Linked DNA regions of Mus musculus: region 1 is linked to region 2. Evidence: chromatin contacts called from public Hi-C data. All regions are on one chromosome and are shown on one strand. The core of a region is the stretch at or near the end of the contact, and the rest is flanking DNA. Distances in the headings are between cores, read along the strand shown.

Evidence for each region. Hi-C and Micro-C count contacts between places; a contact is called where the count stands out from the background.
Region 1: a contact with region 2 is called in a Hi-C map of cerebral cortex, with 4 times the contacts expected there. A contact is called at or near these places in 1 of 39 promoter capture datasets (hippocampal neurons), 25 of 484 Hi-C or Micro-C datasets (the HL-1 cell line, the HPC-7 cell line, LSK cells and 12 more), 1 of 130 datasets of targeted methods (neural progenitor cells) and 1 of 9 other capture datasets (embryonic stem cells).

What each region holds. Positions count from the first base shown.
Region 1 is chr19:15,798,169-15,803,370 of GRCm38.p6, forward strand. No RefSeq gene overlaps it. Among named protein-coding and RNA genes, the nearest start is that of Gm24319, 120 kb to the left of the region's middle.
Region 2 is chr19:15,643,396-15,648,896 of GRCm38.p6, forward strand. All of the region lies in intron 1 of Gm46665 (a long non-coding RNA gene), which reads left to right. Among named protein-coding and RNA genes, the nearest start is that of Gm46665, 6.2 kb to the left of the region's middle.

The DNA.
Region 1 (5,202 bases), core at 2,098-4,597, 160 kb after region 2:
AATTTCCAAGGAAAATAGAACAAATTGTCACGGCCAAACAGCGTTCCTTCTGCTCTTTCCTCCCTTCACTTAAATTGGCCAACAAGGACAGAAATGTCTTACCCCAATAATTAAAAATGAGTAAATAGCACTGAGACACCAGGAATTCAGCAACCATCAAAAGTCCCACTACAAATAACATCACTGGAAGAGCATTGAGCAGAAACCTCATCCGCAGGGAAACAGATCTGTGCTGAAACAGGACGTGCAGAGGTGTGCCAGAAAAGGCACAGCCCCACAGATGTGAGCGTCATCAACCAACGGCCCAAGCAGCACCTGTCCCCCGGCCCTGATTAAGTTATAAAGGAAAGAATTTACAAGTGTCCCAGGAAGCCTGAATGAAGTCCTGAGTAGATGTATATGGTTTGACATGGGTACAGCCATGCCAAGGACCCATGCCTCAGAGCCATGGAAATTTGGCAAGACCTTCCCCATAGAGGTCAGACTCAGAATGGCGCACTCTTCCTCTGGTCTGAGTGTGAATGTTGACAGGATGTCTAGGTTCCAGTGTTTACAAATGATTCATGAGCATGTGCAAAAAACTAAACTAGCAACTGCAGCTTTCTCCTCCCCAGCATTTACGGCCTGAGACCACTGCCTACAGAAACCTTCTACCAAGACTAGTGAACTTTTTCTCCTGTGTGATATACAACGTGTAAAAGCACTGGGGGCTCAGCACGTTCATTGTCATTGTAAGCATCACTCTTCCAGAGGGCACATGGCCCACTCGACCCCAGCTTTTCTCTGTCCCCGTGCCTATCCTTTCTGTTCTTTCTGCATCATCTTACCACCCCGTCATGTTTCCAGGACTAAGGATGCAGCACATTCCTGAAGGGAGAAGGTCTCTCGGGCTGCCTACTGGAGGTCCTGTGACAGATGTTTCTATCCCATGGGTCTTTGAACCCATTTTGTCGGGAAGGGCTGCTTCTTAACTGGCTTTCAGACCTCAAATTTTAACTTTGTAAAAGCCACGATGACTCCAACGTCATACAAACAAGCAAGGGAGAGGCAGGAAATTCAAGTCTCAAATTCATTCACAAGCATAGCTCCCCCTCGTTTCCATTCACTGTCCTGAGGAAGAACTAAGGCTCACAGAAAGGAAGGAAGGAAGGAAGGAAGGAAGGAAGGAAGGAAGGGAGGGAGGGAGGGAGGGAGGGAGGGAGGGAGGGAGGGAGGGAGGAAGGAAGGAAGGAAGGAAGGAAGGAAGGAAGGAAGGAAGGAAGGGAGGAAGGAAGGAGGGAAGGAGGGAAGGAAGGAAGGAAGGAAGGAAGGAAGGAAGGAAGGAAGGAAGGAAGGAAGGAAGGAAGGGAGGAAGGAAGGAAGGAAGGAGGGAAGGAGGGAAGGAAGGAAGGAAGGAAGGAAGGAAGGAAGGAAGGAAGGAAGGGAGGAAGGGAGGAAGGGAGGAAGGGAGGAGGGAAGGAGGGAAGGAGGGAAGGAGGGAAGGAAGGAAGGAAGGAAGGAAAGGAGGGAGGAAGGAAGGAAGGAAGGAAGGAAGGAAGGAAGGAAGGGAGGGAGGAAGGAAGGAGGGAAGGAGGGAAGGAGGGAAGGAAGGAAGGAAGGAAGGAGGGAAGGAAGGAAGGAAGGAAGGAAGGAAGGAAGGAAGGAAGGAAGGGAGGGAGGAAGGAAGGAAGGAGGGAAGGAGGGAAGGAAGGAAGGAAGGAAGGAAGGAAGGAAGGAAGGAAGGAGGGAAGGAAGGAAGGAAGGAAGGAGCAATAATAGAAGGGTTCTGTTGGCATCAGCTATTTGCACTGTCTGACATCCATTCAACACTCTCTTGACTAAACAGCTGTGCCCAGTGGGCACAACCCAGGGTTGACATTTTATTGGCTTATTTCAAGAGGCAGAAAGCTGTGATTCTATATAGCCATTGTCACCTTCTCTTCTCTGAGCACAGGGCCAGCTTCAATAGCAGCTCACCCACCTGGTCAAGTGAGACATGGTTGTCCTTCATGGCATTGGCTGCCACACAGTAGGAGAAATAGCCACTAACAGTCATAGCACAGGTCCTCCCTCTTCAGTAGCTCAACTGATTTTTCTTGAGTTTATTTAAGCATATTTTTTTCTAAAGCTATTGTAAAAGTCCTAGTCTGATTCTAGTTTGACCAATTTAGGTCAAATACTTCTTTAGGAAGAAATAGCATCATGGGGCAGAATATACAGTGTTTCGTTACACTTAAATTCCAGATAGACAACAGGTTTGTGTGTGTGTGTATGTGTGTGTGTGTGTGTTCCATATAATATCTCAGATACACTTTAATAAAAGAACATAATCGTTTATCTAAAATTCAAAGTTAACTGGGTCTCCTTTCGGTTTTATGGCTGTTGCTTTGCTAATTTGAGCAAGACCCTCCATCAGGAGCCCAAAATAGGTGGAAATATAAAGATTTTTATTACATCTGGATAACATGTCCACCACCCCAGCACAGAAGACCAAAGTCCACCTCACTAAAGACACATGTCCCCTGAGGAAAACCAGGTACAAGTCTAGAAGACGAAGGACAGACATTGATCAGCCAAACACAGCAGATCTGTCCAAAATCGAAGTGGGTGTGGCTATGGAAAAGGAGCGTGTGGTTTCAAAGGTTTTCAGGGGCGGGGCTGGGGGGGGAGGGGTGATGTGGGCCAGCTGAGGGGGGGGGGAAGAAAATTGTGCAGGCTCCTTCTCAATCTCCTAAGGTTGTGTTTTTAGCCGTACACATTTGCCAGATTGCTTGAAAAAAGGCAACAGCTGTGGGAACTGACAGTTTACAGTTGGGATAAATCGCATTAGTGAAGTATTTCAATTAGAGTGATATCGAACTAAAAAACCAAAGTCATCCCTGAACAAATAAATTAGCACTTCAGTTCGTGAAGTGGAAGATTTCAACAGCGCCTACCTGCCCATTGTTGTGCTGATAGTTCCTGATACTGCCCTTGTAGGGATGGCGCATATGTCCTGCTAGAGAAGGACAATTAGTCAGGATCAGTCTATAACTAGGTATTTGTTTCATTCCTGACCAACAGCCAAATTTGGTCTCAGATCAGCCTGAAATGTCCCTAATGGTGCATCAGAGAGCCTTCCTGCGGGGTCCTGGTACAGCCCACCAGCAGGTCAGCCAGACGACACAGGGCTGGACTCTCTTTCCCAAGCTAATTCATCTACACCGGTAGCACTTTAAAAATCAACTCAGAGACCGGTCTTGCAGCAGATGCTTTTTCCGCCTGCAGAAGATGAATGTGAAGAACCACAGCTCCCTTGTTCTCTCAGGGTCGGGGCCAGCTCAGCCCACAGACTGCAGGCAGCCAGGGGCTCTACAAAAGCCTTCTGTTCGCCTGGCCTCCTTTTCCTTCCCACCCATTCTCCTCCTCCAACATCACACCCGGTTCTCCCAACTCCCCACCCCAGCCTGAGTCGCAGCAGAAATTTTTCCTCTGCTAGCTAGTGATTCCGGCTAATTAGGTGGCTGCTTTCATTTACTTCAGCAGTTGGAAGAGGGGCTAAAATAGCATTGCCCCTATTCGTGTTGGAAAAATAAATCATGCCCATTGTTACTCAAGATCTTCCTCTCCCCCTCCTTCTCCCGCTCCTTCTCCCCCCCTCCCCCCCCCCCCCGCCCCCCAATCAAGCAAATTAGCAGCTTGGTTCGTTTTCCTGGCATTCACTCCAGGGCAGCCAGCAGCACCCCGGAATGTGGCTTGAAGGTGTGTGGTCAGTACAATTGTTTGGAGCTGTTTGTGCCAACAATGGGAGGAAATGCCTGTCTTCCAGAGGACACCGAGTGGCACTTGTCTTCCTTAGCTTAAGGAGGTCTTACCAGCTGCTGCCAAGCCTGGCTTCTCAGGAAGAGATACACCGCCATCTATTGGTCACGGAGGTTAACGGCAATGCCTTTCTCTCCCATATTTGCTCGAGGCCACTAAAGGACAGACAACAAAGCTTCTAGTAAGTTCTAAAAATAAGCTGATTCTTTGTACCTCGGAGTAAGACGGCGTTTTCCTCTAAGGTTGCAACTCTAAGTGCAGTGCAGCGCGTGACTAATACTTCCGCTGTGGGGCGCTTTCCGTGATGCTGGTTTCCAGGTCTCAGGATGGTTGGCTGGCATTGTCTGAAAGAGCTTGAGGCTCACCACTTCTCCATCCGACCTCAACTATCTTGGGTATCAGCACTTCTGGGTAATGGTTCTTACGCTGTAAACCTTCATATCATCCTTCTCCCACCCAAAACAAGCCCAGTTTCTAAGACTGCAAGATGGGGAGGGGCATTCAAAAGCTTCCTGCATTCAGAGACACTTGTCTGTGCACTGAGGATCAAATGCCAAGTCTTTTTGCATCCTGGATCCTGAAACAAGCAACTCCCCTATTCCTGACAACAAATGCTTCGGCTGCCTTTTATTTCATTCTGTTCTACATACATGAAGGACATGATTGCCTCCCTGGTTTCCAGTTTTAAAAAAATCCTGATTTGATTAGCGTTTGTGTAGAGATGGACGATCATATACAACCAGTCCATCGCAATATGTTGGGTTTGGTTTGTGACTCTCAATCAGGGTGACTGGCATGACATCCAAGAGTCTTTGTTATCATATTGGAACATTTTGGATTGACACAACTTGACAAGGTGTTGAGCGTTCTACAGCATTCAGGAGAGACCCACCACTAACACACACAGCAGAGAGTTATCCAGCCCAAACTGTCAATAGCACAGATGCACTAGGAGTCTGGTTTAGAAAAGGGGGAGGGGGAGGGAGGGGGAGGGAGAGGGAGAGGGAGAGGGAGAGGGAGAGGGAGAGGGAGAGGGAGAGAGAGAGAGAGAGAGAGAGAGAGAGAGAGAGAGAGAGAGAGAGATCGCCCTCTGGTAATGGGGTTATGATAACATTGATTGTTCTCAAATGAGCCACACCGCAGAGACAGAGGATAATTCTCCTTCTCCCAAGTCAGTATTTACTGCCTTTTTTTCTTCTTTAGCTCTTCCATTTTAAACATAATTTAGCTGTCTTTTTCCCCCCTTCTGCTGCTGGGAAGAGAAAGGGTTGGAGGGGGAGGGGAAGGCAAAAAGAAAAGGAGGATTAGAGGCTTGACCTGTTTCTCGGGAAGAGATGCCACATCCCTCTCTCAGATGTGCTTCGTGACCAGGCAGGGTACAATTAAAAGCACAATAATTTGCTTGTTATTCAAGTCAGGCAT
Region 2 (5,501 bases), core at 441-2,940:
TTTGGTCTATAGGACAGCAATAGAATTGGTTCTTTAAACTTAGAGAAAGAGTTTGCTTTTTTGTTATTGTTGTTTTGTTTTGTTTTATATTGTTTTGCTTGTTCCTTTTTTTTTGTTTTGTTGTTGTTGTTGTTGTTTGGTGTATGTTTGCTTTTTGAGACAGGGTTTCTCTGTGTAACTTTGGCTGTCCTGGAACTCACTCTGTAGACCAGGCTGGCCTTGAACTCAGAAATCTGCCTGCCTCTGCCTCCCAAGTGCTGGGATTAAAGGTGTGCGCCACCACTGCCCGGTGTTTTGCTTCTTCCTTAATGAATAATCCTTGTTATTTCCTCTTCACCCTTAAAATGAAAGTTATTCCTGGATCTCTAGCTGCCATCTTGAAATGCAGAGGGAGAGTCCCAAAAGAATTAGAGTTGCAAGATCCATGTCACTGAGGCATTAAACTCATGGTAGATTCCTAGACTATCTAGACTTGCTGTATGCAAGGAAAACCTCAACTTAGTTAAGCTATCACTAACAGTGTTTTTTATTACAGTCTAGAACCACATAGCAATACTTTGATCAAAGACAAGACACACATACACTGAAAATCCATTCATTCTAAGCTCAGTTAGGGAAGTCATAGTCCTCTTCAGGTGTAAAGTTCAGTCGATGATATCACACAATAACAGAACTTCTCAGGATACCACCCCTTCTTTTTGCAATGCTTGCCATACATGGTAAGCATTCATATTTGCTTCTGCTTAGCAAATCCAAATGGAGCTAATTGAATAGGTGCCTCTCTTCCTCTTAGAATGTGAGTCATGGCTGGGATGACACAGGGCAGGGCACCTACTTTCTGTACGTGAAATAAGCCTGTCAATATGCCAAGCACTGCGGGACTACACATAGGATCCAATGCCATCTTGGTGCTTCTTCCAAACTCTCTCCTTTCCTTGCCTTACTGTATCCCAAGGAACAACCTCTTAAACGCCTTGTTCTGGGTATCTTCTTGTCTTCCCTTTGCCCTTATATGTCCACTGTGCATCAACCAGAGTTGCACTGCACCGATTGTTTGCCTTCTATTTCATACTCCCTTTTAAAAATGATTCTCGTTCTTAAAGAGATGGGCTGATTAATGTACTCAGAATATCTTGCACCACACAGCCAATTCTTCTATTCTTGTTCCATTCATAATGTATAGCCCTTCTCTCTTCAGATGTGTATAAAAGAGCCCGTTCCCCAACAGCACTATTTGTAACTGCAGAGCTTGAGGTGGTACTAGATGTCAAAAATGAAAAATTGCTAAATTCAAAATTGCTTCTTCCTTTGTTTTAAAGGTGACCTGCAAGTGGTTTTTTTTTTTCATTTTTTTTAATGAATTAATTGTGTGGCTATATGCTGAATGCTCCAAATGCAGAGGGTGATATAAGACCACTCAGCACATACCTGCAACAAATGCCTGCCACTGGATTCTGAGCCTCTGCAAACCAGACTGCTGAGCCCACATTCCCTGCAGCCCCAGCAAGAAGACAGACTCCAGCACACTCTGCCTCCCGCAGCGGGAGATGGGTGTGCAGGACTTTGACAAGCTGGCCTGGGAAGGAGGAGGTGCCATTTGCCAACTTGCTGAATGACCTTGGGCAAGCTGTCTTAGGAGCACACAGCTCTCCGCCCCACCTCTGCCAAGAGAGAGCTGTCTCCTCCTCATTCCCTCCCACTGAAGACCTGACGGCTATGACTTCATGTTCAACACATGCCTGCCATAAAAAGAGGTTGTCAGAGCTACAAATTATTTTCAAGACTCATTAGGCCCACACACGCTTTGTTTGATGGGGAAAATTCTGAAAAGCAGGCAGCAGTGAACCTGCCTGTGCTTTCCAGCTTTCTGCTCCCTACGGTTGTGACACTGTCAGGGACCAGGCTGGGATTTCTTGACAAGTGTCCTGTACTGAGTCATGAGACGCTGCCCCAGAGCATCTCGGGTACTTTAAAGATTGATCATCTTTTCAAATCATCTGCAGTTTCATCAGGGGTTGGGGGGGGGGTGATACCAAATGTGTAGAAGGTAGCTGAGTACTGTGCTAAAGGCAGAAGCAGCCCCACTTTCTCAAAATGGGGCCTTATGATCCACTTAAACTTCCATTTAAATATGATTTGTTTTTTCTTTAAACAGTGCTTGTTCTGGCTGGGATGAAACTTCCAGCAATCCTCTTGCCTCACCCTTTTGAATACTAGGATTCAGTCATGAGTTTTGTTAAAACTCCTTCCGGGTGGGGAGCAACCTTGGCAACATCTACCCCCTTCTCCTAAAGTTTCAAAGACAAACTAAGGGATCATACTGTCAAAGGGATCATATAGCTCACCCTGGGAAAGCAATGGGTACATTAGCCTTCAGTACAGCGCAAAGGTAAGTAGTTACAGGGATATGAGTGCTATCACGGTCATTACCTATTCATTACCTTCCTGCATTAGCCAACTATGGAAGCCCTTTAACCAGCTTTAAGGACTAAGGCTTTCCCAAATCTTCCCCTCTCCTAATCGACACCACTATATGCTCTAGCCCTGCTCTGAGACCACATGCAACTAGGCCAGAGTTGCATAGCAAGTGTTATGGAACATCTATATACTTAGGTGAGGGTCTTTTGATTCTCCCCATCCCTCCATGGAAGATATAAGTAGTCAGCAAGCCCAGTTGAGGTGAACCATCTGCAAGAGGACACAAGTGAACTCCCCACGATGATGGTTTTTGGGCTCAGAGGACAGTCACTCACAACTGCGAACCACCACTCAGGCTCTGAGCGTGTTATTATTGTCTCCAGGTGCCTGTCACTTGTTAAACTGTACATAACTCTTTGAGGATAGTACATTAAATTATTCATTGCCTACCATTTCACCTCACTCAAAGAGAATGAGTAGTTCAGATTACATTACAGGGAACCGTTTATGAGAAAATTTTGCTCCTGAAACAAAACAAGGAAGAAAAGCAAATTGAGCTGTTTCACAAAAAGTGTGGCTTAACATGAGGGCTTCACGACCTTTGTCCGTCCGTCTGTCCATCCATCAAATATGAAGTATTCACTCTGTACTGGGAGTAGTACCAAGAATGGATGGAACCACATAAGTTAAGTTCCTAGGTGCAAAGACAACTAAGAACACTGAAGACCAGCCTGACCTATTCACAGTATCCCTTTGAACTACTTCTTGCATATTTGTCAGGAAGCTGGAGCATCCTGGTTCCTATGCCGAGGATGCGGGATGCCCAGGCCAGCCTCCCAGGAACCAACCAGGCAGCATGCTGGCCATCTGAACATGGCTCCTGTTCTTGGTCCTACCTATGGGTTTCCATGAGACCACAAAGTTCCGATTCTTATGTCTTCTAACTCAGCAGTGTGGGCACTGCTAATCAGGAGCAGTGTAAGGGCTGTGATTTCATCATCCCTCCACAGGCAGAGAAACAAAATCAAATATGTCCTGGGGAGATCTTGCTAAATGGGTTCTCTCCAAGCATCTGAGACTTGGAACTCCAAGCTTCTGACTCCCACCCACAGTTCGGAGGACCCAGGACGGGTTCCTACCCCATTCTGTCCCCAGTGAGACAAGCTGGTGTTCTTGCTCGCTTCATGTTTTCTCATCAAAGTATAGAGAGGTGTTGGAAACAAGAGCCCAGGTTTAGGCCTGTAATGACGCTACTTGGGCCTTGCCAGGTGCACACAGGGAGGCCAGCGACTCCCCCACCCCCAGAGGTTAAGGCATCAGCAAGTTGTGCCTGCAGATTTAAAAGTGCCATGCAGGTACTTTCAGGTCAAATGGAAATGTGTCCCTGAACTCTGCCTTGTGAGCTTAAGGCTGATTGCATTTCTGCTGAGGCCATGCCTAGTCAGAACGCACCTGCAAAATGAACTACAAGAACAAGCCATCCACAATCAGGTAATTCCTATCATAAGCCTAATGAGAAAATAACTCAGCAGCTACCAATGGCTTTTGCCCAAAGAGATGAATAATGTGGAGAATCCTTGGCTACGCAAAGAACAGAGGAAATTAATTGCTGAAGCCTCCGCAGCATGCTGAAAGCCAAGAATTATCCTCTGGATCTGCACTTGTAATTTACAACAGCTGCCTCCTCCAGACAGGCTGGAGTGACTCTCCCACAGCACAAGGCACAGCTGACAGCAGCCGTGAATCTGAAGCTGGGTCAGCACTGAACCACCACATGACTGATGCCCGTCCTCAGGCACATGGGCATCCCCCAGTGACCACTGTCTGCTTATTGATGTTTCATGGCGTTTGGGAACCAGGACTGTCACAGATGCATCATGAGTGAATATCTGTCCCCACTCCCCCCCCCCCCTTTGTGAGCTTCTTGCCAGAGGGGAACTCAAGAGACAGAGAGAAACCTATCAAGAAGTTTCCTTGGGATCAATGCCGATATCCTCGGCATTTATAAAAGGATATAAGTCAGGGAGGGCAGGGAAGGGGCAGCAGTTAGAAGAAAACGATGCCAGAGAATACAAATGGAGTGATAAGCAACTGATCTGTTTAAAATGCAAGGCTAAAAAGGAGGCATACAGAAAGGAATGCTCTCTTCCAAAACAGATGCAGGCCCTGTGTGAGGGAGACTATATCCTTTGTGACACGAATGTCACAATTTATTTCCTCGTTCATGCCTTAATCCAATCTTTCTGTCTGAAGAACGGAGCCTAAAGACTTTGTATAAAGCCAGCTGGCCATCAAAGTCCTTCTGATTGTCTAATCTGTTGCCCCAAATGTAGAGAACCCTGGGAAAGGATAGAGATGTAGAGGAGGCAGCACTTAAAGACAACCGTGGCAGATTTGCTTTAACTGCTCAAAGAAGCCCTTGATGTCCATGGTCCTAAGGAACTGGACCACAGGTGTGCCTGTGGGGTCTCAGTAGAGAAGTAAATGGCACAGTCATGATCCTGATGCTGGAATCCGGCTTCCAGGAGAGGAGCTGTATGACCCCATGAGCCTCAAATTCCAAACGAAATCACTTCAAGGGCCAGCTCCTCTGAAAATGTCCTTAAATTAATTACGCCTTACTGTGGATGGAATAGGGTCGGGCAAGTTTGGCTGGACATAGTCTGTCCCCAAAAGGCTCATATATTGAAAATTTGGCCTCCAGAGAGAAAGTGGTGTGAGGTGGAAATATTTCATAGGTGATACAGAATGGAAAATAAGCAAGCTGAGGGGGCTCCACTTTAGGGAAGGGAGTCACGACAGTCTCAGAGGAGTGGGTTGGCTTACTTGGAACTAGATTAGGATGCATGAGAGCAGCTGTCACAAGTGAGCCTTCCATTTACAGTTCTCCTACAAACTATCCTATGACGGGACACACTGTGAAGCTTTCACCAAACATGGCCACCTGGGTCTAGATTGTCCATACCCAAAACCATGAGCCAAGAGAAAACTCTTTTCTTTACAAATGACCCTCCTATTGTATTCTGCCCTGTAAACAGACACACAGACACATAAATACACAGAGAGACTAAGAGTATCCTTTT